Linked DNA regions of Mus musculus: regions 1, 2, 3, 4, 5 and 7 are each linked to region 6. A link is a contact called in public ChIA-PET, HiCAR-type, HiChIP or PLAC-seq and promoter capture Hi-C data. All regions are on one chromosome and are shown on one strand. The core of a region is the stretch at or near the end of the contact, and the rest is flanking DNA. Distances in the headings are between cores, read along the strand shown. Region 1 has its middle 22 kb from the start of Gm4035. Region 2 has its middle 5.7 kb from the start of Gm4035. Region 3 overlaps Gm40914 (a long non-coding RNA gene). Region 4 holds the start of Lncbate6 (a long non-coding RNA gene). Region 5 overlaps Gm30863 (a long non-coding RNA gene). Region 6 has its middle 35 kb from the start of Rreb1. Region 7 has its middle 19 kb from the start of Gm47754.

Region 1 (2,912 bases), core at 170-2,669, 400 kb before region 6:
GAGGCTTAGGGGAAGCGGGGGGAGGGGCGACTGCAGCTTAAAGGGGATGGGTATCTTTTTTTTTCTTTTAAGTTTTTATGCTGTGTGAGTGTGTGTGTTGTGTGTGCATGTCTGTGTGTTACTGCATGTTCCCACTTACATGCAGAGGCCAGGGGATCCTGTTGAGTACCCAGCTGTCTATCATTCTCTGCCTCATTCCTTTGAGTCAAGTCTCTCTGTACCTGGAGCTTGGCTGGTGTCCAGCAAGCCCCAGAAGTCCTGTCTTTGCTACCTCACCACACTGGGGCTCTAGGAGAGCGTGTGACTACACCCAGCTTTTTATGTAGGTGGTGGGGATTTGAACTCAGAGCCTCATGCTTACCTTGCAAGTATTCTTATCCCCTAAGCCCTGGTAGACTCGTAGCTTAATTCACTCTCTGTGAACCCATAAACGGAACAACACCAAGACAGAGCCCTGCTGTACACTATGGCCTTTGTGTGATCACAGTCTGTCGATGTATTTATCAGTTGTGACAAATCAACCACTCCTGTTAGGATGGCAATAATGGGGGGGTGCCTGAGGGTTGTGTGGAAAATCTCTGTGCGTGCCCCTTTTCAACTGTGTGTGAGCTCGAAACGGCTCTAAAAGAAATAAAGAATTTAAAGAGATCAAAAGTTGAAAAGGAAGTCTGTTGACTTTTCTAATCGTTAGCTATACCTGCTGGCTTCAAAGAAATATGAGCCAGAAACACAGAAGACTCAACAATAGAAACGGCCCTTATCCTTTATCCCATGGTCTATAGACATAGAAGCTCAGAGCTGGAGCCGGTCCTCTCGCTTTTTACCTCATCATTTCATTTCATAGATAAAGAAAATAGGGCACAGAGAAGTCCCTCGGGGAGAGGGGAAGAGTCGATGCTGGGATTAGAACTCAGCTCCTCCAGTGTGAGCCCTCGGTTCTGATCACAGGCCACATGTGCACAGAACATCTCTTTTTCCTAAAAACAAAACAAAACAAAAACAAAAACTCCTTTGTGGAAAAAATAGGTGCATGCATATTTAAATGTGATTGTGTGCCACCAGCAAGTAGGTCAGTGCTTAATTCTCTCTAAAAATCAGCAGGTCAGTGGGTTGAAAACGTTCACCAGAGTTTAACAAACTCAGCCTGAGCCACACCTACTTGGAGAAAGGAGAGACTTGAGAACAGCCATTAGTAGCCCCTGGCTGAAGTGGCTCTGTCCACAACAGTAAAGGGCTCCATTCTTCAGGCAAAACTAACCTTGACTTCCCCTCCCTACCCCTAGCCTGCCCAATCTGTATCTTGGCCACAGTTCTTACTCCCAGGAACTGGGTCTCTCCCATTCCTGTTGCTATGACCACGAGCCTCACCCAAAGCATACCAACGCTGCAGTGTGCACAGATCTTTGGCCAGAGGCCAGGCAGATGCAGAGCAGTTGGGGGTTGGGGTGAGGGAGTGTCCTTCTCTAAGAGCTGTTGGTCCAAGACTGGTAGGGGCCTCTTTCTCTCCTGTCAGCTTGGGTCTTTCAGGGCTGTCCACTTGGCTGCCCAGCTGTGAACGAGCAGTGGTTGCTAATTTCTCTCCCCTGCACCAACTACTCAGAGCCTCTATCCCAAAACTTAAACAAAGAGCTAAGCGAGGCTGTTCCCAGGGCTCCGGATGCTGGCTGTTTACCAAACACTGAAAACTACCAGTTGCCACCAGTTCCAAACCTCTAAGCTCTTAAGAGAGCATGAAGAATGTTGTCCCTAGAGTTCTAGGCCTATTCCCGATGCTCCGGCCTGTTCTTTTTCCACCGTCTCCATCCTGTGATCCAAAATGTCTCTCCCAGAACTCAAAGACAGGGGGAGCACAGATCACAAATCAGTGGAGAACAGAGAGCCAATCTTTCCTAAAACAAACAAAGAAAACCCTTCCCGGGTGTGCAGCACACCATGAAAGCATGGGTCATCCCTGGATCGTTTGTTTTGGTGCTTGAGCTCGCTACAACTACAGAGAAGGGGAGAGCATCAGGAGTGGCCCATGAACAGCAGCAACACTCTCAACTGACATTCCTCCCTCCCTCAGGATAGACAGTCTGTTCTGTTGGCCCCAGGATGCTCCTTGGAATCCTCCGTTATGAGAACGCATCCAGAGGGACCTTATGTGAGGCAGTGAGGATGGTGCCCATCACAGGGTGAAGTGGCTTTCCCTCTGCCCCTCCAATAAGGAGCATGCCAAGTGAGAATGGCAGAGTGCTTGCCTGTTGTGTCCTCGCATTCAGAGGAGGGAGGACACTGATCCTCTCTCTGCCTAAGGAGTCTTTGTTTCATGTTTGCTAATATGCTATTGAACTAAAAAATGATAATTAAATTAATATTTAGATTCAAAATGCTTTGGAAAGGAAAGTGTTTAGCTCTTCTTTAAAAGTAATATAAAATGAATACATAGAAATAATACAGAGGCTGGGCTTAGTGAACTACACCTATGATCTCACACCAGGGAAGCAGAGACTACAGAACACTAAAAGTTCAAAACCAGCCTGGTCCCTAGAGCCAGCCCAGGCCACCTGTATAGTGAGACCTTTTCTCTAAGAATAGGTGAAAATTAAAAGTAAGATACAGAGGAATACCCCTTTAAAGCAGATGTAAATATAACCATAAATAATAACCCTAAGGTCAACGAGCAACGTGCCAAGTGATCTGTGGCTTTAAATTATCACTTCTGTGCCTAAAAAAAACAAAGACCAAAAAAATAAAACAAACAAACAAACAAAAACAACAGTTGAAATAATTTCTTCATTCTATAATTTAGATTCAAATGTTTAAAAATTGGTTTAGTTTTGACACTGAATGATGGTTACTATATTTACCTCTAAAGCTGGCAAAATGTTTTTTTTTTAAAGCCTTGAAAATAAACTTTAATATTCAGATTA
Region 2 (3,237 bases), core at 403-2,902, 410 kb before region 6:
CTACAGCAAGGTGGCTCAACAGAGAATGTTGTTTGCCCCCAAGCTTGGTGATCTTGCTTTGATTCCCCACCTCTTGTGATGGACAGATAGGAGCCTTCTGCACACATGCTCTGTGGTGTGCCCACACACACTCATGCATAACACATGCACAAAATAAATAATCATGTAGAGACCTTGATTATAATATTTTTAAATTCTGCACCACGATGCCTATACAAAGAGGAAATGTAGGTAAACAAATGGGGCGGGACAGACCTAAGCCCCCTTTCTATTCACAATCTAACGCTGTTGAATCACTTTGAGATCATGTGATTCGTGTCTCTTTCCAGACACTGTTGTTCTGTCTACCAGCCAGTGAGAACTTCCTGGAGATTTTTAAGGTGGGTGTTGTCTTGGGTTAATGTGATCCACAGGAGTGATCCCAGAACTCTGAAGCCACAAGCGGGATTATAAGTTCAAAGATGGAGAGCTACACGTCAGTCTTCAGGATTTCCTTACAAACAAACCCGTGGCACCAGTTCTTGGAGCTTTACCGTTCCCAGAGGACCAACAGCATCTACAGCTATGCAACATAGAATCCCAGGCCGGCAGCAGTGTGGAGTCCTCAAGCTGTGAAGGAATTCCTCCTGCCATCAATAAACTGATGCATCAATGAAACATTCAACAGTTGCTTCTCTCTTGCCTGCTTTGTTACAGCCGAGTACACTGACAGTTACCCAAAGACAAACTCTAGGAAGCAAACAAAACCTGTCTCCCGTAACAAAAAAAGGTGGGGAAACCCAGGGACAAACCCATGATTTGAGATTACCATGCCCAGGACTCTCCAGGATAGCTCTTGCTCACCGGCAGCTGTGTAGGAAGCTAACGAAACAGCCAGGGTTCAGAAGCCCAGCGAGGCTTCTCTCCACAGAGGTGGAAACCGCACAGGCTAGGGTGGGGCTGTCTAGAGACACTCAGCTTACCTTACCTTGCTAAACTCCTCTCATGGCTCATCTGTAAAGGATGGGTGGGTGTAAAGCGTGCCTCTCAGGACTGTCAGAAGGGGTAAGCGAAGCACGTAAATGCCACTGATACATGCCAAGGGCATTGTGGTCCAGCCATCTTCCCCACACTCAAAGTGCAGTGCCAAGCATCGGCCTGGAGGCCGAAAGTAAAATAGAACCTTGCTGAGAGGCAGAAGCCTGTAGCTGAGCTCGCCTTTGTCAGGTGCCCAGAACTTCACAGGTGGGCACTAATTGTCTTGAGAGTTCTTCTTTCTCCCCCCCCCCCCCAGTATGCAGAGAAAACCGCAGCTTAACATTGGGGGCAGGTTGAGCATTGTTCTCCTCACTATCTTTTGCATTTGACCAAGAACAGTGGTGTTTTGAAGAACAATATTTGGACAAGACTCAGCCCTGTCCTATGCTGTCACTGCAGGAGATGCAGGCTCTTCGTGGGCAGAGACAAGTCCAGTCATGGGAAGACAGAAGGCAGGGGCACAAGCCACCCCACCCCAGTGCAGCTTGCCCTCAGATTTCCTCTCCCCTCCCTTTCTTAGACACACCAGCTGCAGCTTTCTCCTCCTGTCTTGTGAAATGTCCCAGTCCACTACAAGGCTCGTGCAAATGCAAACCTCGGCCTTCCAGGAACCTAGCAAACTGTCTGCCCTGGAGTCACATCCAGTAAAAAGGCGGGGCCAGGCCAAAGCCACAGCCACAGAGAGTGGGAAGCCCAAAGCGTAACCCCAAACTCAGCAAGACTTTCTCTTATGGCTTTGGCAGATCAACCAGTCATTTTGCCTTGGTTTCCCATCCCAGCAATGAGAGCTACAGGCTCGCTCGCTTCCTTTACAAGTGTGTTGTAGAAGAATGTGGGAGAAAGGCCGTTTTGCATGTACTGACGGATGGAATGTAGAGGGAGTGCAAAATACCATTAGGGCATAATTGTGGGCAAACTCCCAGCCCCACCCTTTAGCAAACCATATTCCTCAGAGACTGGTGTTTTGCCACTTCTCTGCACTGTTAAAACAGTTTAAAAATATAGTGGGCCATTCTCTCCTCCTCCCCCCACCCCCAACCCGGTGCTATTTTTAGTCCACGTTGGTTTATTTCTCCACTGTGGCAGCAGCATCCTTTCCCTTTGGGCATCTGTATCTTTTTTTGGTGCCCCCCACAATATCCCATTACATCTTTCTACTATTTAGAGAGCCCAAAGATTCAGGACTCAGGCCTGCCTGGTCTGCCTGAGCTAGAATTTACCCCAAAGCAGACAGAGACTCAACTCAGGAAGGGGGTACAGGGAGCAGGAGTGACAGAAGCGGAGGCATGAATGTCTTGTCACATAGCCACTGAGGAAAGTCTGGAGACATCTGGGAATTTATAGCAACCACTCGCTATGTACCAGTAGCATCACCAGCCTGCGGGGTGAGGAAAGGGGCTTTCATCCCTTGGCTGCTGTCCCCAGACCCTTTTGGTTCCTTGTTCCAGCATGAACACATGGGGCCTCTCAGGCTTTTCTCCTGGGGTAACAAAGGCTGCAGGACTCCGGTGGTAAAGACAGCTCAGTCGACTGCACGCCCAACCTGTGACTGAGATAAGACTCAAATCTTAGACAATAAGAGATAGACACTAGAGTTTGGATCTTAAAAGTCTCCCCGGAGTCTGGTGTGTTAAGGGTTTTTGTTTGTAACTTGAGTCCTTTTTGCAAGGTTGTAAAGATTTTAAAGCTTTTGAAAGGTAGGTAGAGTAAAAGTTAGGTTTAGAGAATGTGCTCTCGATAGGTGGGGTACTGGGACCACTAGCTGAGTCCTCTCTGCCGCTGGTCATACCCTCCTCCTCCTCTCCCTCCTCCTCCTCCTCCTCCTCCTCTCCCTCCTCCTCCTCCTTCTCTCCTTCCTCTCCCTCCTCCTCCCCTTCCCCCTCCTTCTCTACCTCTTCCCCTTCCCCCTCCTTCTCTACCTCCTCCTCAGCTCCCATCTTCTCTCCTCCTCCCCTCCCTCTCCCTTCCTCTTCCCCTTCTTGGCTGTCAGGAGTCCAGTGGCCTCCTTATCACGGCCTCCCACGGCCTTAAAAACAATGAAGCCCAATGACCACAGATTGCGACCTCTGAGCCAGAACAAACCTTCCTCCTTGGAGGATGCTTATCTCAGGGAAGGCAGACTCTCCAGCATAAGCAACCACAGCTGCTTATGAAGTAAGCCAGAAAGAGCCAAACATCAAGCAAGGCCAGCTCCTCGACAAAGTGAGTTCAAGGCCAGCT
Region 3 (3,142 bases), core at 105-2,604, 380 kb before region 6:
CACACGAAGCTCTCAGCAGACACTACCTTCCATGTCCTGACTACTTGGAAGTTACAGCATGGGACTCAGATCCACACACAGACACACACACAGACACACAGACACACAGACACACACACACACACCCCACTCCCCCTCTGGATGTCCCATCTGCTATAATGTGAGTAGGTATCTCCCAGAACCATGCACTGAAGGCTGATTTGTCAACTTGTAGACATACTGGGAGGTGGTAGGCTGTTAGGAGGTGGGGTCAGGTGAATGGATTATGGTCATGGGCACACACTCCTGGGGAAGATACTGGTACCCTGTCTCACTTCCTTCGTTTCCTTCATCTTCCCTTCTCAACCTCTCTCTGCCATGGACTCCATCAGCTGAGTCAATTACTCCACCTTGCTCCCTGCCAGGAAATACTACCTCATTATAGACCCAAAGCAATGGGGCAGCATCTGAACTGAAACCTCTGGAAGCGGTTTAGAGCCCCAAAGAACTCTCCTCTACTTAGAAGGATTTATCTCAGGTATTTGTCCCAGTGATTCGAAGCTGGGTTAACACCAACCTACTCTCACCCAGCCACAGGCAAGCACTTCTACTGGCCTCTGTTGGGCAGTTTGTTCCCTCCACTAAAACAGAAGCACTAACACCAATTGCCTCTCTTTAAACACTCACATACACGCACACATACATGCACACATGCACAAACACACACACACACACACACACACACATAGGGGCATGTACCATCCTTGAGCCAAAGCTCATCATCTTCTAAATGACTTAAAGTGTTCAGAACAAAACCCACAGAGTTTGGATTTGTGCAGAAAAGACCCAGAGAGTAGAACAACTTAAAACTCTGCAGCCCAGGCAGACACTCATTCAGCCCACCTCAGCCTCCGGAGCAGCTGTGGTTTCAAGCCTTCGCCATAGACCTGACTGCTGTTTAAGATAACACATTTCCACATCTCTTGCACTCGATTCTCTAATGAATACAACATCCACAACCATCTGCTAAAAAAAGAACTTTGAAGCAATCAGAATCTCCAACCCCCTTGGAAACTACATTGACCATTTTTAAACTGTTTTTCTGTAGATTCCAAGTAAGTTATTTCCACCAGTGGAGAAACCAAGGCTCTGAGGTACCAGACTGAGAATAAAAATTCAAACCGAGAACTCGGGTTCCTCGGGCACACACTATGTGCCGGTCATTCTCCCGTTGCACACGTTTAATCCCAACATTCCAGAGAGCAGGAAGGACAGTTGCCCTGCCTGATCGGCATGGGCTAGTGGCCCTAGGGAGGGCCAGGGAGACCACCAGCTGCTCCTCTGTTCATAATCTCTTTCCTCTGAGGAAGTGCTGGCTGGCTGGCCATCCTGCAGTCGGTTTCCGCCCCAGACCACATTAGGACAGGCTGTCCGAGCAGTAGCTGGAACTCACTGGAACATTTCAAAAAGATCTGTTGAGAATGAAAGCTAGGACTGAACTAAACAAGATCACCTGGTTTGTATGTTATTTTTCTTTCTCCGGAATCTGAAATTATAATTTTTTTTTTTAAAAAAGGATTCAATGTAACCCACAGGGGACTCAGGGGTTGTGGTAAGGGGGATTCCGATTGTATTTTTACGGTCTTGGTGGATTGTTGTGAATGGAGGGTTCCCAGAAGTGAGTTCAGAGGTGTGGAAATGCATTATCTTATCAGTCCAGGTGCTTATCAGCTGGATAACTGAACAGATCAAAGTACTCTATTATTAAGGTACTGAGCTGATTTTCAAACTGAGAAGGGTGCTTGCTGTCTGACTAGGCCCCACCACAAGGAGTACTTGCCCAGCTTGTACAAGGCCCTGGGAATTATCTCTAGCATTATCACACACACACACACACACACACACACACACACACACACACACACACACACAGAGAGAGAGAGAGAGAGAGAGAGAGAGGAGGATGCTACACCCATACACCAAGAAAAACCGAATTTCACAAACTCAGTTTGAAGTGGAAGTTGTTGCTGAAGTCAGAAAGGCAAACACTAGGGTATGAACTGAACGGTCCCACAACTCTGAAGAACAAGGAAAGACAGATGCTGGGAAGCCGAAGGTGGGGTCTCCAAAGGTGAAAATGATTCAGGGGACAGAGATGCTTGTCACCAAGCCTGGTGGCCTGAGTTCCATCCTCTGACTGCAGTAAAGTGGGGCCCCTGGAGTAGGCACACTCATGGAGACAGGAAATAGAATGGTGGCTGCCTGGAGCTGAGATCGGGAGATGGAGTTTGTGGGTACAGAGCCTCTTCTGGAAGTAAGAAGACAAAAAAGGTTAGGTAGCTGGATTGAATCCCCACCCCCACCCCCACCCCCACCCCCAAGCTGGTGGTGTTAACTTAGTGGTAGGGCATTTGCCTAATATGTGTTAGCTGGATCTCAGGCCAGAGGCACTGGGCTGTGGTGAGGGCGTAAGGATAGGTGTGAGGTAGGCTCCTGATGAGAATAACCTCGCGCTGTTTGCAGTGAGCTTTTGCAAACCTTTAGCAAACTCTGTGGATAGGATTCCTGCATTTTTTCTGAACGCATATCACACTTTAAAAGCCTGAGAAAGTGTTATCAACCTAAGGGGAACAAAGGTAGACAAGGCAGTCCACGAGGCTGGAGGATAGACTCATCTATAAGTACAGACAACAGTCAGTTCACTTCTGCCTATACTCGGTGCCCAAAGTTTGAGAGCAGCTCTGATTCTTGTCTCCATGGGCACTTCTGCTCCTGAGCAAGAGCAGCACCCCCTCCCTTCCTCCCTCCCGCAAGCCCTACCCACCGAGAGCAGCGCCCCTCCCTCGCTCCCTCCCGCTAGCCCCACCCACCGAGAGCAGCTCTCCTCCCTCCCTCCTGCAAGCCCCACCCCACCTCCGAGCCAGATTTTCTTTTTTAAGCCTACCCCTTCCAGAGTCCCTTCCCCTCAAGGCTATTCAGCACAATCCAGGCTTTCTTCCTGCAGTTTTGAGTGTGAGGGGTCTCGGGGTGCAGCTTTGTAGGGATTAGGTAAATCACAGGTGCGCCCTCACCTGAACCAGCCCCCAGCTTATTCATTAATCGGGAGTTTACCCGCTGTTATTCCAAGTTCTCTCTCTCCTTGGCAGACTGATGGCCTTGGACT
Region 4 (3,166 bases), core at 213-2,712, 310 kb before region 6:
CATAGACATTCAACCATCCAAAAGGGCAAGTGCATGCTGTTATGGAGTGTGAAGTGTCCCTTCACTGACTAGGCGGATGAGGACAAGTGACTGGATCCTAAGGGCTCTGAGCTAATCAGTGGATTAACCAACCCCTTGATGGATTTATAATTTGGAAGCATGGCTTGGAGATGCTACAAAAAGTAAGAGGCTGCTACCAGCCGGAGTATTAGGTCGCCGTGGGTGACTCTGTGGTGTTGTATCTTGACCTGGTCCTTCCTGTACCCATCTCTCAGCTTCTGCCATGAAGAAGCTTTTTCATCCCGCCCTCCCACCTTCACGATGCTCTGTCAAGAGAATGGAGCCAAGCAGCCACAGACTGACGCCTCCGAAGCTGTGAGCATCAGCAAATCTTCCCTCAAGTTCTTTACATGGGGCACTTTGTCACCACCATAAGACTAGCCAATCTACAGGCCAGATGCCAGCTCCTCCGGAATAGTTTCCCATAAGCCCTTTCAGCCCGCGTTAACTGACTGACAGGTGTCCCCATCACCCTCTTTCTCTGGCAGGCCTATTTTACACTATAATATTGTTCTGTTAGCATTGCAGGTTCCTCATTAGGCAGAAATAATATCATAATCCTATGTTCCTTGCACATGATCCAGATGAATTCTCCCTCTATTCCTGCTTCTCACACGAGCTGGTGCACACACACACACACACACACATACACATACACACACACACACACACACACACACACACAAGCACACGCACACGCACACACACACACCACTGCTACTACACCAGTAGAGACTCTTTGCCCCCCTTCCCAATAAAGGATATGCACTTTCCAGGGGGGCTCAAAGGGTCTAATTCTGAAACATAAATAGTGTGTATATGCTGGATCAGTTCAGAATCTATTATATCCAAAGGAAAAATTGTGGATCTATTTCTAAAAGTTTCCTAGTCACTTCTGAAGATAAATTTTGCATTTAAGAAAAAACTCAGAGTAGAGAGCTAGAAAGATGGCTCAGCAGTTAGTTGTGCTTACTGTTCTTGCAGAGGACCTGGGTTCAAGTCCTAGCACCCACATGGCTACTCACAACCATCTGTAACTCCAGTTCCAGGGGATCTGACGCCCTCTTCTGACTTCCACAGGTACCACGTATGCCCATGATACACATGCATACATGCTGGCAAACCATTTTTTGTGCATAAACAAACAAAGCCAAATAAAGTAAATAAAATTAAAAAAGAAAAAACAAGTAGGAATAGGAGATGTAGCCCAGGAAAGTACATGCCTACCACCTTCGGGACCCTAGGCTGAACCCTTAACACTGTAAAAATAATAATAATAATAATAAATTTTAAATATTAAAATGAATCAGAAGCCAGGCATGGTGGTACATGCCTTTAAACTTAGCACTTGGGAGGCAGAGACGGTAAATCTCTCTGAGTTTGAGGCCAGCCTGGTTTACATAGTGAGCTCTAGGCTCCTCAAGGCTACAGAGCAAGATCACATCTCAAAAGACACAAAAAATAAACCACAGTAATCCTTTGCGTTTGCTGTCTTGCTTTATAACTGCATTGTCTGATATGAGCGTATTTGTAACTGCAGGTAACAGAACACTGAAAATTAGAGTCCTTGGAGAAATAGCAGCCACCTAACTCAGTTAGCCAATGAGAGCATGTAACAAGGGTACCAAGTCAACTGGGGCAGGACTGGCCTTCACCTTCAACACCACTCAGTGTTCGTATCTCTCACTGCGCAACGAGTTTTGTTTGGTTTTTCATTTAAGAAAAGCAGACTTGAGGGACCTGGGGAAACAGCTCAGTATGTAAAGTGCTTGCACGATCCCCTGCACCCCCATAAGAGCTAAGTGCAGTGCTGCGCCTGTGATCCCAGGACTGGGGATGAAGAGGCAGCGGGATCATTGGGGCTTGTTCCCAAGGTCTGTCAAAAATGGAGCTCCAGATTCACTGAGAGGCCCTCTCTCTAAAAAGTAAGGAGGATGGAGCTGAAGGTTTTGAGCATCAGCTGCTCATCCAGAGGACCTGGGTCCAAGTCCCAGCATCCAACATGGATGCTCACAACCATCTGTAATTCTAGTTCTTGGAGATCCAATGTCCTCTCCTGGCCTTCAGGGTCATCAGGAATGTATGTGATGCAAAGACACTCGAGCATGCAAAACACCCATATATATAACAATAAGTGTGTGTGTGTGTATGTGTGTGTGTGTGTGTGTGTGTGTGTTTTAATGAGGAAAGTAGTTGAAGAAGATGCTCAGTGTCACTCTCAGCTCCCCAGGCACTAACACATATGCAGAGGGACACACACCTGTGCTTGCACACAGAGAAGTAGATCTGAATATATGAGTGCCCACCGGTGGCCAGCCAGGGATGCTCTCTGCAGCCACACCTCAGTACAATGATCACAGCATGGGACATGGATGCCACTGGGGTCCATTCTGAAGGACAGCTCTGTTTCCTGCCTCTGGCCAGCATCTGTGGTCAGGCAAAGCTACGAGGAAATACAATGAAGGTCAGTTTAACAAAGACCCCAGTGTGGGTGAAATTTAACACCACAGGAGACAGACTGTGGGAGGAGGAAGAGGAGCCCAGAGCCCCAGGCTCTGTGGAAGAAATGGGGAAGGGTCAGAGAGGGAACTGGAAAGAAGCCTGATCCCACTGCAACCTCTACAGCCAGACTGCTGGAGACTTCCGAAAATGAGGCACACCAGGCACAGACAGTGGTAAGTGCTTGCCATTCTAGCTCCTTGGTATCCCGAGACTAGAAGAGGAGGAGGAGGAGGAGGAGGAGGAGGAGGAGGAGGAGGAGGAGGAGGAGGAGGAGGTGTCCAGCGTTCAGAGTTTAGGACCAGCCTACTTTTTTTACACAGTAAAAAAGTCTCTCTAAAAATATGTGTGAACATACACCACACACACACATGAGAGAGAGAGAGAGAGAGAGAGAGAGAGAGAGAGAGAGAGAGAGAAATACAGATACACAGAGACAGACAGACAGACAGAAAGCCAGAGAGAAAGAGAATGACACCCACTGCCCCGGGGGGAGGGACATCTGGCCACAGTAGGTCCTTTTCCAATGAGTGACATTTCCTTGACGTGTCTGAGCTGACAAATGCTCTGCCACAGAACCTGACAATGGAGCAGACTCCTCCTCCGA
Region 5 (2,835 bases), core at 279-2,778, 340 kb before region 6:
ACACACCCCTTTTTTGTCATTATTTTAAATACTGAGACAGGGTCTTTCTCAGCCTAGGCTGACCTCAAACTCACTATGGAGCTGAGAATTACCTTGAACTCCCGGCTCCTCTACACCAAACACACTAGAACGCACCATTCACACGGTACTGGGGATTGAATCCACGGCCTCATTCATACTAAGTGAGCATCTACCAACTGAGCTCTATACCTCCAGCCCAACCTTTCACCCTCCCTTCTTACCCTTGCCAACTGCCTTTCGGCTGTCTGTCTCTGAATCTGAGTACTCTAATATCTAACACAAATGGAATAATAAAATATTTGCCCTCTCCCCTCCCCCTCTGCACCCTGCTTCCCTTCTTGATGATAAACCTTCTTTATATTAGGTCGGTCTCATGACTTGATTTCTCAGAGGGAACGCTTTGGTGTGGGCCTGCCCTGGCACTTCCTTCAGCCACAAAACAAACAGTTGTTACACTGTTAATCATTATTTTGGAATAATGACCCTCAGAGTGTCTTCATATGTTTTTTGTTGTTGTTTAATAGCTAAGTAAATTTAAAAATGAGTGCCCTGACTGTAAATGCAGTTCATTAGGCTAGATTCCCTATCAGAGTGAATGAGGCAACCTTGGCTTTCTGAAATGATCCGAGAATCTGTCTTGGCCAGTCAAGGACAAAAGAAACACAAGGTTTCTGCAGAATCTCTAGCTGACTTTCACTTTTAGGAGCCTCACAAACACTTAAAGAAAAAAAAGCTAAATGAGGGTGGAATGAGTTAACTAGGGAAGGAGGGGAGGGGAGGGGAGGGGAGGGGAGGGAAGAGGGAGAGGAGAGGAAGAGGAGAGGGACAGGAGAGGGAGGGGAGGGAGAGGGAGGAAGAGGAAGGGAGAGGGAGGGGAGGGGGAGGGGAGAGGGAGAGGGAGAGAGGGAGGGGAAAGGGGAGAGGAGGGAGGAGAGGGAGGAGAGGGTGAGAGGAGAGGGAGAGGGGAGGGAGAAAGGAGAGGAGAGGGAGAGAGGAGAGGGGAGGGAAGAGGGGAGGGGAGGGGAGAGGGGAGGGGAGGGGAGAGGGGAGGGGAGGGGAGAGGGGAAAGAGGAGAGGGGAGGAAGGGAGGGGAGGAGAGGAGAGGGGAGGGGAGGGGAGGGGAAGGGAGGGGAGGGGGAGGGGAGAGGGGAGAGGAAGGGAGGGGAGGAGAGGGGAGAGACAATGTATCACTGATCTTTGGGTCTCTGTGATTGTATTCAGAAAGTTTCCTGCAACCAGGAGCCAAGTTCCTGGAGATAACTCTGTGTGTGTGTGTGTGTGTGTGTGTGTGTGTGTGTGTTACAAATTCCCGGGACCTCATATCTTAGGGTGGGCTTTTTCTACCCATTCTTCCTTCCAAAAAACGCAGCAGTCATATTTCAAGTAGCACGGATCTCAGAAATCTCCAGCCTTTGTCTCAGTTTAGCATAATTTATGAAATCAAGCATAGCTGAGGGCTGAGCAGAGCGGCCTAGCTTTCCGACATCAGGCAGGGTGTCTCGGCCTGCAGCAGGTGTGGCAGCCGCTCGGATTATTTGTTTTTCCAGGTCAGGTTGGCATATTTCTAGCCTTGAGCTCCGAGCAAATGTTTAAATTTCATTTTCAGTCATCTGGCGTTCCTTTCCCCAGCATCAAAGGCAGGCCCCTGCATGCTACCCTCCTAGATCCTCTGTCTTCGCCCGGGGCTGATGGGATACAAGAGATGGGAGGAGAAGAGAAAGTAAGGGCTGGGCGGGTGCTTTACAGATCTTCCTAGGAGCCGCTTCTCCGCCACATCATATTCATCCTCCGCACTCACTCTTCTCTGAGGGCTTGCTTTGCCCCAGCACTGAGTATTGGACTTGTTTATGCAGCTCAGCAGTCGCTCTTTGTGGTTGCTATAGCAACCACCAGGGGTCAGTTTATAAAGGGGGAGGAAGTCCGCTTTGGGGGAGGCAGATTTCCAGCTTCTGTGCAAAGCACAGCAGAAAACAAAAGCCCAAATACCCCGGAGGAAACACGCGGGAAAAGCGTTCTACCAGTCCAAGCATCGTGCTGGGCCTGAAGAGTCACGATCCACTGCCGCATTTCTTCCCTGCAGAAAGACCATTCCAGCTAGTGGGAGCAAGAAAGCCTCACCCTTGCATTCCCCAGATTACTCTCTCTTTCCTTCTCCTTCTGCCCTTTGGCTTAATGGCCTAAAAGCATCTGTGAGTGAACTCTCTGGCAACTACGCGTTAACTGAAAACCAGAGGCTACAAATGCTGTTCCGTTCATCTTTTTCGTAGAGACAGAGGCACCAAGTCACTGGAACCACAAATGGTGTCAAGGTCCAACCTTGACCTTAACCAAGTCTCTGTTTAGAACACCCTGGGGAGAAGGTCTCAGGATGCCCACACAGCGGAGAAGTTTTAGCACTAACTTGCTTAGCTGACCAGACTTAGCAGATTAAGAGGACCAACTAAATATGATTTTCAGAGACAAGTGATAAGAGAAAATCTGAGTTGAGTTCATTTCAACAGTTAATTTGGCCAGAAAGAAGGTTCTAGATCCAGGCAGCTCTCTAGTGGGAAGCCAATTCAGAATGTCTTCAACAGTTTGCACAGACTGCGTTCATAGCCAGAGAAAAGGAAGTGACCTACAGAAACAGCTTGCTTAGTTAGAGTCAGCATGGACCCACGCGGTTGAGTTTGGCAGTGCGTAGCCTCTGATTGGCTCCACTGCATTACTTGGTTATCAGAAAACGCTCTTAGGTTACGGCTTGCTTTCATATCAACCTAGATTTCAGTTCACCATATATGGAGACCGTCTTGGGCCAAATTTTAACATTTAAGA
Region 6 (3,026 bases), core at 166-2,665:
ATTTTAGGCGGGTCTGTATGTGCTCCAAAACATTTAATGTGTCTCTATTTCAAGCCTTTATAATCTTTCCATGTTGTTCTCGGAACTTTAGGTGGCAGCTTAGCAAAGTAAAATTGACAGTAAGAACTTATCAGATGAGCCTGAGAAAGTACCGGGTCCAGAAATGGTCAAATCCAGGCAGGGATAATTGGGGGAAGTGGATCTTGTAAAGGAGGTAGGTAGCAGGTGACCTGAGGGTCTGCCAGACCTCAGTTGAAGAACTTGTGACCGCCTACACAGTGCACCTGTGCTGGTAAACTCAGCTGTGAGGAAGGCTCCTCTGCCCAACTAGAGGCCTAGTCACTAGGGTGCACAGTGACCTCATGAAGGTCTCATGGGGAAACCCTCCAAACTTAGTTTAGAAATTCCAGAGCAAGTTTGGTTCTGGCTGAGGTTCAAGTGGGAGGGTATCTCCACAGCAGGACCTCCATCGCCTTTGTAGGTATAATTACAGTTGTTTTTTTTTTAAGATAGAAATGGGTTGTGATTGATATCTTAGGGTTTTAGTTTGTTTTGAAGTCTTAAACACCTAGGAATTCCTCTCCCCACCCCCTCCAGTAGCTTACTTTGGGTCTCAGTGATTAGAAATAGGCACATTGTTTGTAAGAGAGAAGTTATTGGAGAAAGGGGTTATGGAAACACACACACACACACACACACACACACACACACAAGCTTGAACAGGCCTACTTTCTTGAGAAGAAAGTGGTTTTTTTTTTTTAGGTGTAACAGATCATAAAATAAATAACATTCTCTAAAGACACGAATCTATAAACAAAGCATAAATATCTTTATTTAAAATGGATTAAGTTCTGAAGCCTAATGGCTTTGTTGTAGTACCATGTGGCTTGTTCAGGTCTGTCACTAAACGTGTGTTGCCCTCAGAATTACATTAGAAAGCAGGCATGCACTGGCTCACAGATTCTTAAGTGCAGTGCGGTGGTAGTGAAACAGAAACTAGATACAGATACTGAGGAGGCTAAAAAGATGAGGTCGCCACACACCTGGTCCTTTCCCTTCCCTTCTTCCCTTCCCTTCTTCCCTTCCCTTTCCTTCCCTTCCTCCCTTCCCTCCCCTTCCCTCCCCTCCCCTTCCCTCCCCTTCCCTCCCCTCCCCTCCCCTCCCCTCCCCTCCCCTCCCCCCTCTCCCCTCCCCCTTCCCCTCCCCTCCCTTCCCCTCCCCTCCCCTCCCCTCCAAGTCTGCTCTTTTGAGATGTTCTTGCAGAAGATGGAGGAAGCTCTGCCCTTAGGGTCATCTTTCCTGGATCTGGAGATGGGAGTGGCTGGGTACTGAGACTCCTTCCCCAACTGTGCTCAGCTGACCCTTTGCTTTATAGGCTGTCTGGAGGTGGGCAGTCCTGCCTGTCCCCAGGCTTTCCCAGAAGGGCTGGGAGGAGCCGGAGGAACAAGGAGAATGTTCTGCTCGCCTAGACACTTCCTCCCCACCCCCCGGGGTGCCGGGAGGACCTGGGTAGGGAGTTGGAATCCAAGGAGCCGGGCTGAAGGGTCTGAAGGCTGTAACTGCCGCTGTCTGTGCGGTCCAGAAGTTGCTTGGCTCTTGGTTCTGCACGGTAACTCGAGTAGGGTGCGCGTGCACGTGTGTTTAGATGCCCCAATGCATAGGCAAGTAAAACTTACGAAGCCAAATGCCGAGGGTTTGGTTGGTTTTTTTCTAAGGAATTGAAACTGGCTTTTCTGGCCCAACAATGGAGTCAGCTGCTCAAATTACTTCAGGTAGTCCTCGTCGTGGTAAAAATGACTGTGGGAAGATGCAGTTGTAAAGTGTGGTTCTGAAGCCCCCCCCCCTCTTGTGCCTTTTTTTTTTTTTTCTTTTTCTTTTTCTTTGCAGTGCTGGAAGAAGAGGATTGGAGAAGTCACTTGGCCCTGGCCTGACTCCTCCTCTTCCTCTCTCTGCCCAGAGCTGAAGCCACTGTGCTCAGGGTGACTGCCTGGTGCTCAGTGCTGTGGCCTATTTTAAAGTATCTTTAAGTTGTCGGCATGTCAGTCATTACATCCAGGGTTCCTTTTCGTTTTCGAGGGCACCCTGTCTAACCGTTTAGCCAACCCACCCCACCCCTTTTCCTTGTGCCTCCAGTCGGGGAGGGTGGTCATGTTAACTGATCGACTGGCTTCAGAAAAAGCGTTCATTAATTAGCGTTTTACATCCCAGTCAGTCAGAAGGCATTCGCACATTTGTATGAAAGGATGTCGAAGATCCAAATCTTTGAGGAGAAATACATGGGAAGGAAAAAAAAAACTGCATACACACAAAACCTGGCACTCTTTCCAGTTTAAGCTTCGTGCTGGTCCCTGTTGAGTGGGTATTTGTCCCTTAGTCTGGAGGTGATAGAAAATGCCAGTTACTGTGGTATTTAACTGACACCAAACTGCTGTCCAAATACTTCAGTTAGACCGAGGCTTCTTTCTTAATTGGTGGGAAGGAAAACCCACCCAGGAAAAGGAGGAACCTGCACTTTCATTGGACATTTAAAACATTTCAGGCTGGAGAGTCTGAAGAGCACACGACAGTGTTTCATTTTAATTCACAGCTCATTTGTGATTTAAAAAAAAAAAAGTAGTCAAATCTCTCCTAAAACTTGAGCCAGTCAAATGGTTCATTTATGTAAGGGTTCAGCAACTGAAAGCTCTGTACTCTCCCAAGGTCAAAAAAGTAATTATTGCTATCGAAAATTTTTCTGGAACTGGGGTATTTTAGGTCACTATAGGAAGGTTTACTAATACTAGAAATTACATAAGCCAGTTAAGGCACATTTGAAAAACGATTATGTTGGCATATTGAAGACTAATAAGATGCCTTGGTAGGAATAATTAGATGAAACATGGTTTTTTTTTTTTTTTTCCTCCCCTTAAGCAACTTCCTTGTTTTCTGGAGGGTGAGCCTCAGTAACAAGATGTGCTTTATATTTCTTACAGGTATCTAAAACAATTCTAAAGATAATGAAAAGTTTTTATTTTTGTCTCTTGTTT
Region 7 (3,127 bases), core at 126-2,625, 290 kb before region 6:
AGTACAGGGCTAACCCACACCTGGCTTGGTCTCTCTCTAAAGTCTCTGGCTCAGCCAATCAGGCCTCACCAATAAGAAACCTTTGTGACAGTAGCATCAGAGTCACAGGCTCCGATGTTACTATTTTTTAACATCTATTAAATGCCATGGCATGCTGAGGCCATGGGGGGGGGGCAAGGGTGGGTAGCTTTGGTGGGCTGGCAAGGCAGGAGATAAACAGATGCATGCCATTCCGGAGCTCTGAGGGAAGACGCCCCTCAGAGCCAGGGCTCTGCTTTCGTGCCTGTTGTCCTTTCTACCAGCACTGTTCTCAGAACTTTCCATCCAGCACTTGGCAATGGGATAAATCAGAGCCTGACGACTTCTTGGCTACGGCCTCACTCTGCCAGGAGCGTCAGCACCGCCAGGCACTCCCTGGTGACATGGTTGGCTCCTTCTATCCAAGCACACAGTAATAAAACAACAGCTGGATGCAGGGGCATGGCTGTGGCGTTCTTTCCAGTCACTAACTGAAACTAGCATCTCTCCTTCCCCCTCTCCCACCCCAGCCTCCCCCTCCCCCGCACCCCCTCTCCTGCCCTGGTAAAAGTCAGTGAAGGTTTTACACTGGCCCCGAAGGAAAAGCCAATAGTGTTGGAAGGGACCAGGGAGATGTATGAGTGCATGGTAGATAGGGCAAGAGGGTGGGGGGAACCAAGACTGAGCTGGAGAGGCAAAGTTCCTGGACTTTAAGGCTCCTCATCACCCTCATGCCCTGTCCCAGCACATGCTCGCCCTGCCCATCCCCCACTCCAGGGACAGTGTGGAGCTGCAGGGGTGTGAAGCTGCACACCCTGAGAATATGGAAGAAGACAGTCTCAAGCTCCACTTCTGCTTCTCCTCTGGCTTTAGGTTCCTCGTCTGGAAAAATAGAAAGTTTGGGCTTAGTAGGTAACTCAAGAGGTTCCACAAAATCTCTGTAATAACTGTGTAAGCAGTCTAGCCATGTGTCTGCCTAAACACAGTATGCAATGCCTCCTGCACCTACTGCATGCAATGAGACACCCGGCAGGCAACACAACACACACTGCCTGCCATGAAACGAGACACCCCGATCTCAACACGGTGCCCTCTGAACCAGTACAGTGCCCCTTTATGCAAAGCAGTATCTTCCAAATGCATTTCAATGGCCTCTGATTTTAGGGTGATGCCCACTGGAGACAAGGCCAGCTTCCTTCTGAGGTAATGATCTGTAGAGACAACAGGGCTGTCTGTGATTCTCCTCTGAACAGGGCTCATATCCACCCCATCCTTGCCCACAGGGCCCTGCTCTGTTCCCTGGGTTTGGCACCGAAGATACCCCCTCCCCTATGCTCACCCAGGGCACATTCTTGCTCACCTTTCAAATGACTCATAGTAGCTAGGGACAGGGTGCCCCAGAGCAAGCTGGCAAGCCAGTGCCCATCCACCCCTTCCTTCTCCAGGTACCGCCACTAGGAGCTGTCTGGCTGTCAGCTGTTCCCAAGCTCAGGGGCTCCTTGGGTTACAGAAGCCAGAGGACATGGAAATTGAAACAGGAGAAGCCACTGGTGGGGGGCCAGAGACTCCCCAGGGCAGCTATGGAAAGACAGCCCTGCCAGAATGGCCACATTATTTATTGGTTCTCTAGAGGGAAGGCATATATAGTTATAAAAAGAGACTCTTCAAATCAAACGACAACTAGATTATTCAAGGCTCTCCAAAGTATACCCCAAACATCACCATCACCCCTGTTTAATCAAAGGCCACAGCCAGGGTGGGAAGTACCTAACAACAGCCTGTCAGCATCACAGCCTTTGTTTCCTACTGGGTTCACAAGACAGGGAGCTTAGCAGGGAGGGAGGGACATTTCTGGGCCCACCCAGCTAGCCCAGGCCCCACAAGCTGCTGCTTTGCTGTCCTTAACCAATGTAGGGTTAGAGGGATATTCAAAGGCTCAAGGCATTTCTACCATTCACAAACCACAGCCCGGCTGCCGGGGAGAAGGAGGGCTAGCCAACTGAAAACGCTGTCATGTGGCTCTGCTGTTGAGTGCTGGGATGTGAAGGACAGAGCAGTGGCTGGGCTGCGAATGGGTTTCACCAGGCTGGATCAGGTGGCCGCTTTCCTGGAAACTGGCCTTCTCGTTGCTAGGCTGATAAGGCAGGGACATTGCTACCCTTGGCGCACATGGGAAACCTTGTTGACACTGAAGAAGAGCTGGGATCTGTTAACTGTTGAGACAAAGCAGAGGGCCCCTGAAGTTACTCCATATCCCAGAATAACTCAGATCACCGAGGCAGGTGTGCGTTGAGAAAGCCAATGAATCCAACCTTCAGTAAGTGTTCCAGAGACAGAGAGAAAGATGGCAACAGGATGCAACTTTGGGGCATCCTATCTTCCCCATGTCCCCCCAGATTTTAGCTTCCACCCTGAATAACTGTGGACTCCTGTAACACACATGTGCTAACCGCTCCTGACGCTAGACCCCCAAAGCAGCTGCTGGGCAGTACAAGGTACAGGAAGCTGCCTCCTGGGGACACAGATCTGTATACTAGCAGGTGTGGCTGGGAAGGCCCTGGCCCTGGAGCCTCGCTGTTTATAACTGTGATGGGGGGCGGGGCATTCGGACTTCAAAGGGTTTAGAGGTCAGGAAATGAAGCCTTTTGGCAGAACTCCAGGGACAAGTAGCTTACACTGATTTCTGCCTCCACCACCATGGTGTAACAAGGCCCCTTTATGTTGTAACTCACAGCACTTGCACCTTGCCTGCAAAGTACCCTCTCCTGGACTGTTCAAACACCCCCCTCACTCACACACACACACACACACACACACACACACACACACACACAGAGTCTTTCGTCCATCAGGTAGTCACCAGCCCTTGCATAACCTGTCACTTGAATTTTTCCCAACATTCCCTGCAAGTAGCCGTCAGCCCTCGGGGAGAGGTGAATGAAGAATTGCAATGAGAAGTCCCTAAGTCCCCCTAAAATGAGCCCTGCCTCATAGCTGTTGGGGTGTGTTCGCGTGCAGGGGTGGGGTCAGGATGCAGGTGTGGCTGGCTTTACCCACTTGGAGCATCCTATTTCTGTCCCCAAAGTGAAGGACAAGGCACTGGGTTCCA

What was found. ChIA-PET counts read pairs in DNA pulled down with a chosen protein or histone mark. HiCAR-type assays count read pairs that join an accessible place to other places. HiChIP or PLAC-seq counts read pairs in DNA pulled down with a chosen protein or histone mark. Capture Hi-C pulls out chosen DNA fragments and counts their contacts.
Region 1: a contact with region 6 is called in a promoter capture Hi-C map of adipose tissue. The contact joins two enhancer-like sites. A contact is called at or near these places in 2 of 15 datasets of contacts at CTCF or cohesin (the NIH/3T3 cell line and embryonic stem cells), 28 of 484 Hi-C or Micro-C datasets (the C2C12 cell line, bone marrow-derived macrophages, brown adipocytes and 16 more), 44 of 115 datasets of contacts at active chromatin or transcription factors (the 230-238 cell line, DN3 thymocytes, the HPC-7 cell line and 32 more) and 2 of 9 other capture datasets (adipose tissue and bone marrow-derived macrophages).
Region 2: a contact with region 6 is called in a FOXA1 HiChIP or PLAC-seq map of pancreatic cancer cells. The contact joins two enhancer-like sites. A contact is called at or near these places in 6 of 484 Hi-C or Micro-C datasets (bone marrow-derived macrophages and embryonic stem cells), 24 of 115 datasets of contacts at active chromatin or transcription factors (the 230-238 cell line, the SCID.adh cell line, bone marrow-derived macrophages and 15 more) and 3 of 9 other capture datasets (adipose tissue, embryonic stem cells and liver).
Region 3: an H3K27ac HiChIP or PLAC-seq map of microglia shows a contact between it and region 6, with 6 times the contacts expected there. The contact joins two enhancer-like sites. A contact is called at or near these places in 1 of 15 datasets of contacts at CTCF or cohesin (the NIH/3T3 cell line), 11 of 484 Hi-C or Micro-C datasets (the C2C12 cell line, bone marrow-derived macrophages, brown adipocytes and 6 more), 29 of 115 datasets of contacts at active chromatin or transcription factors (DN3 thymocytes, the HPC-7 cell line, bone marrow-derived macrophages and 24 more) and 3 of 9 other capture datasets (adipose tissue, bone marrow-derived macrophages and embryonic stem cells).
Region 4: an RNA polymerase II ChIA-PET map of memory CD8 T cells shows a contact between it and region 6, with 4 times the contacts expected there. The contact joins the promoter of Lncbate6 here to the enhancer-like site in region 6. A contact is called at or near these places in 8 of 484 Hi-C or Micro-C datasets (CD8 T cells, Sertoli cells, bone marrow-derived macrophages and 5 more), 21 of 115 datasets of contacts at active chromatin or transcription factors (CD8 T cells, T-cell acute lymphoblastic leukemia, bone marrow-derived macrophages and 15 more) and 1 of 9 other capture datasets (liver).
Region 5: a HiCAR-type map of astrocytes shows a contact between it and region 6, with 2.7 times the contacts expected there. The contact joins two enhancer-like sites. A contact is called at or near these places in 2 of 15 datasets of contacts at CTCF or cohesin (the NIH/3T3 cell line and large pre-B cells), 5 of 484 Hi-C or Micro-C datasets (bone marrow-derived macrophages and embryonic stem cells), 18 of 115 datasets of contacts at active chromatin or transcription factors (T-cell acute lymphoblastic leukemia, acute myeloid leukemia, astrocytes and 13 more) and 1 of 9 other capture datasets (embryonic stem cells).
Region 7: an H3K27ac HiChIP or PLAC-seq map of microglia shows a contact between it and region 6, with 4 times the contacts expected there. The contact joins two enhancer-like sites. A contact is called at or near these places in 1 of 484 Hi-C or Micro-C datasets (bone marrow-derived macrophages) and 7 of 115 datasets of contacts at active chromatin or transcription factors (bone marrow-derived macrophages, effector CD8 T cells, embryonic forebrain and 4 more).

What each region holds. Positions count from the first base shown.
Region 1 is chr13:37,455,787-37,458,698 of GRCm38.p6, forward strand. No RefSeq gene overlaps it. Among named protein-coding and RNA genes, the nearest start is that of Gm4035, 22 kb to the left of the region's middle. Within about 2 kb of position 1,420, at least 104 of the 459 cell types and tissues checked have an H3K27ac peak or open chromatin away from gene starts, as enhancers often do. A contact at or near this core is called in the C2C12 cell line, adipose tissue, astrocytes and 8 more, where this site is marked.
Region 2 is chr13:37,439,214-37,442,450 of GRCm38.p6, forward strand. No RefSeq gene overlaps it. Among named protein-coding and RNA genes, the nearest start is that of Gm4035, 5.7 kb to the left of the region's middle. Within about 2 kb of position 1,653, at least 104 of the 459 cell types and tissues checked have an H3K27ac peak or open chromatin away from gene starts, as enhancers often do. A contact at or near this core is called in the 230-238 cell line, the SCID.adh cell line, adipose tissue and 2 more, where this site is marked.
Region 3 is chr13:37,475,102-37,478,243 of GRCm38.p6, forward strand. Gm40914 (a long non-coding RNA gene) reads right to left here. Exons shown (of 2, transcript XR_001780899.2): 2 at 1,984-2,287. Among named protein-coding and RNA genes, the nearest start is that of Gm40914, 11 kb to the right of the region's middle. Within about 2 kb of position 1,355, at least 143 of the 459 cell types and tissues checked have an H3K27ac peak or open chromatin away from gene starts, as enhancers often do. A contact at or near this core is called in the HPC-7 cell line, adipose tissue, bone marrow-derived macrophages and 8 more, where this site is marked.
Region 4 is chr13:37,538,674-37,541,839 of GRCm38.p6, forward strand. It overlaps Lncbate6 (a long non-coding RNA gene), which reads left to right and starts at 1,463. Exons shown (of 3, transcript XR_382205.2): 1 at 1,463-2,735.
Region 5 is chr13:37,512,498-37,515,332 of GRCm38.p6, forward strand. All of the region lies in intron 2 of Gm30863 (a long non-coding RNA gene), which reads right to left. Among named protein-coding and RNA genes, the nearest start is that of Gm29590, 5.3 kb to the left of the region's middle. Within about 2 kb of position 1,529, at least 100 of the 459 cell types and tissues checked have an H3K27ac peak or open chromatin away from gene starts, as enhancers often do. A contact at or near this core is called in astrocytes, microglia and trophoblast stem cells, where this site is marked.
Region 6 is chr13:37,852,711-37,855,736 of GRCm38.p6, forward strand. It overlaps a transcript of Rreb1 not described here. Among named protein-coding and RNA genes, the nearest start is that of Rreb1, 35 kb to the right of the region's middle. Within about 2 kb of position 1,416, at least 235 of the 459 cell types and tissues checked have an H3K27ac peak or open chromatin away from gene starts, as enhancers often do. A contact at or near this core is called in the 230-238 cell line, the C2C12 cell line, CD8 T cells and 21 more, where this site is marked.
Region 7 is chr13:37,560,201-37,563,327 of GRCm38.p6, forward strand. No RefSeq gene overlaps it. Among named protein-coding and RNA genes, the nearest start is that of Gm47754, 19 kb to the right of the region's middle. Within about 2 kb of position 1,376, at least 92 of the 459 cell types and tissues checked have an H3K27ac peak or open chromatin away from gene starts, as enhancers often do. A contact at or near this core is called in microglia, where this site is marked.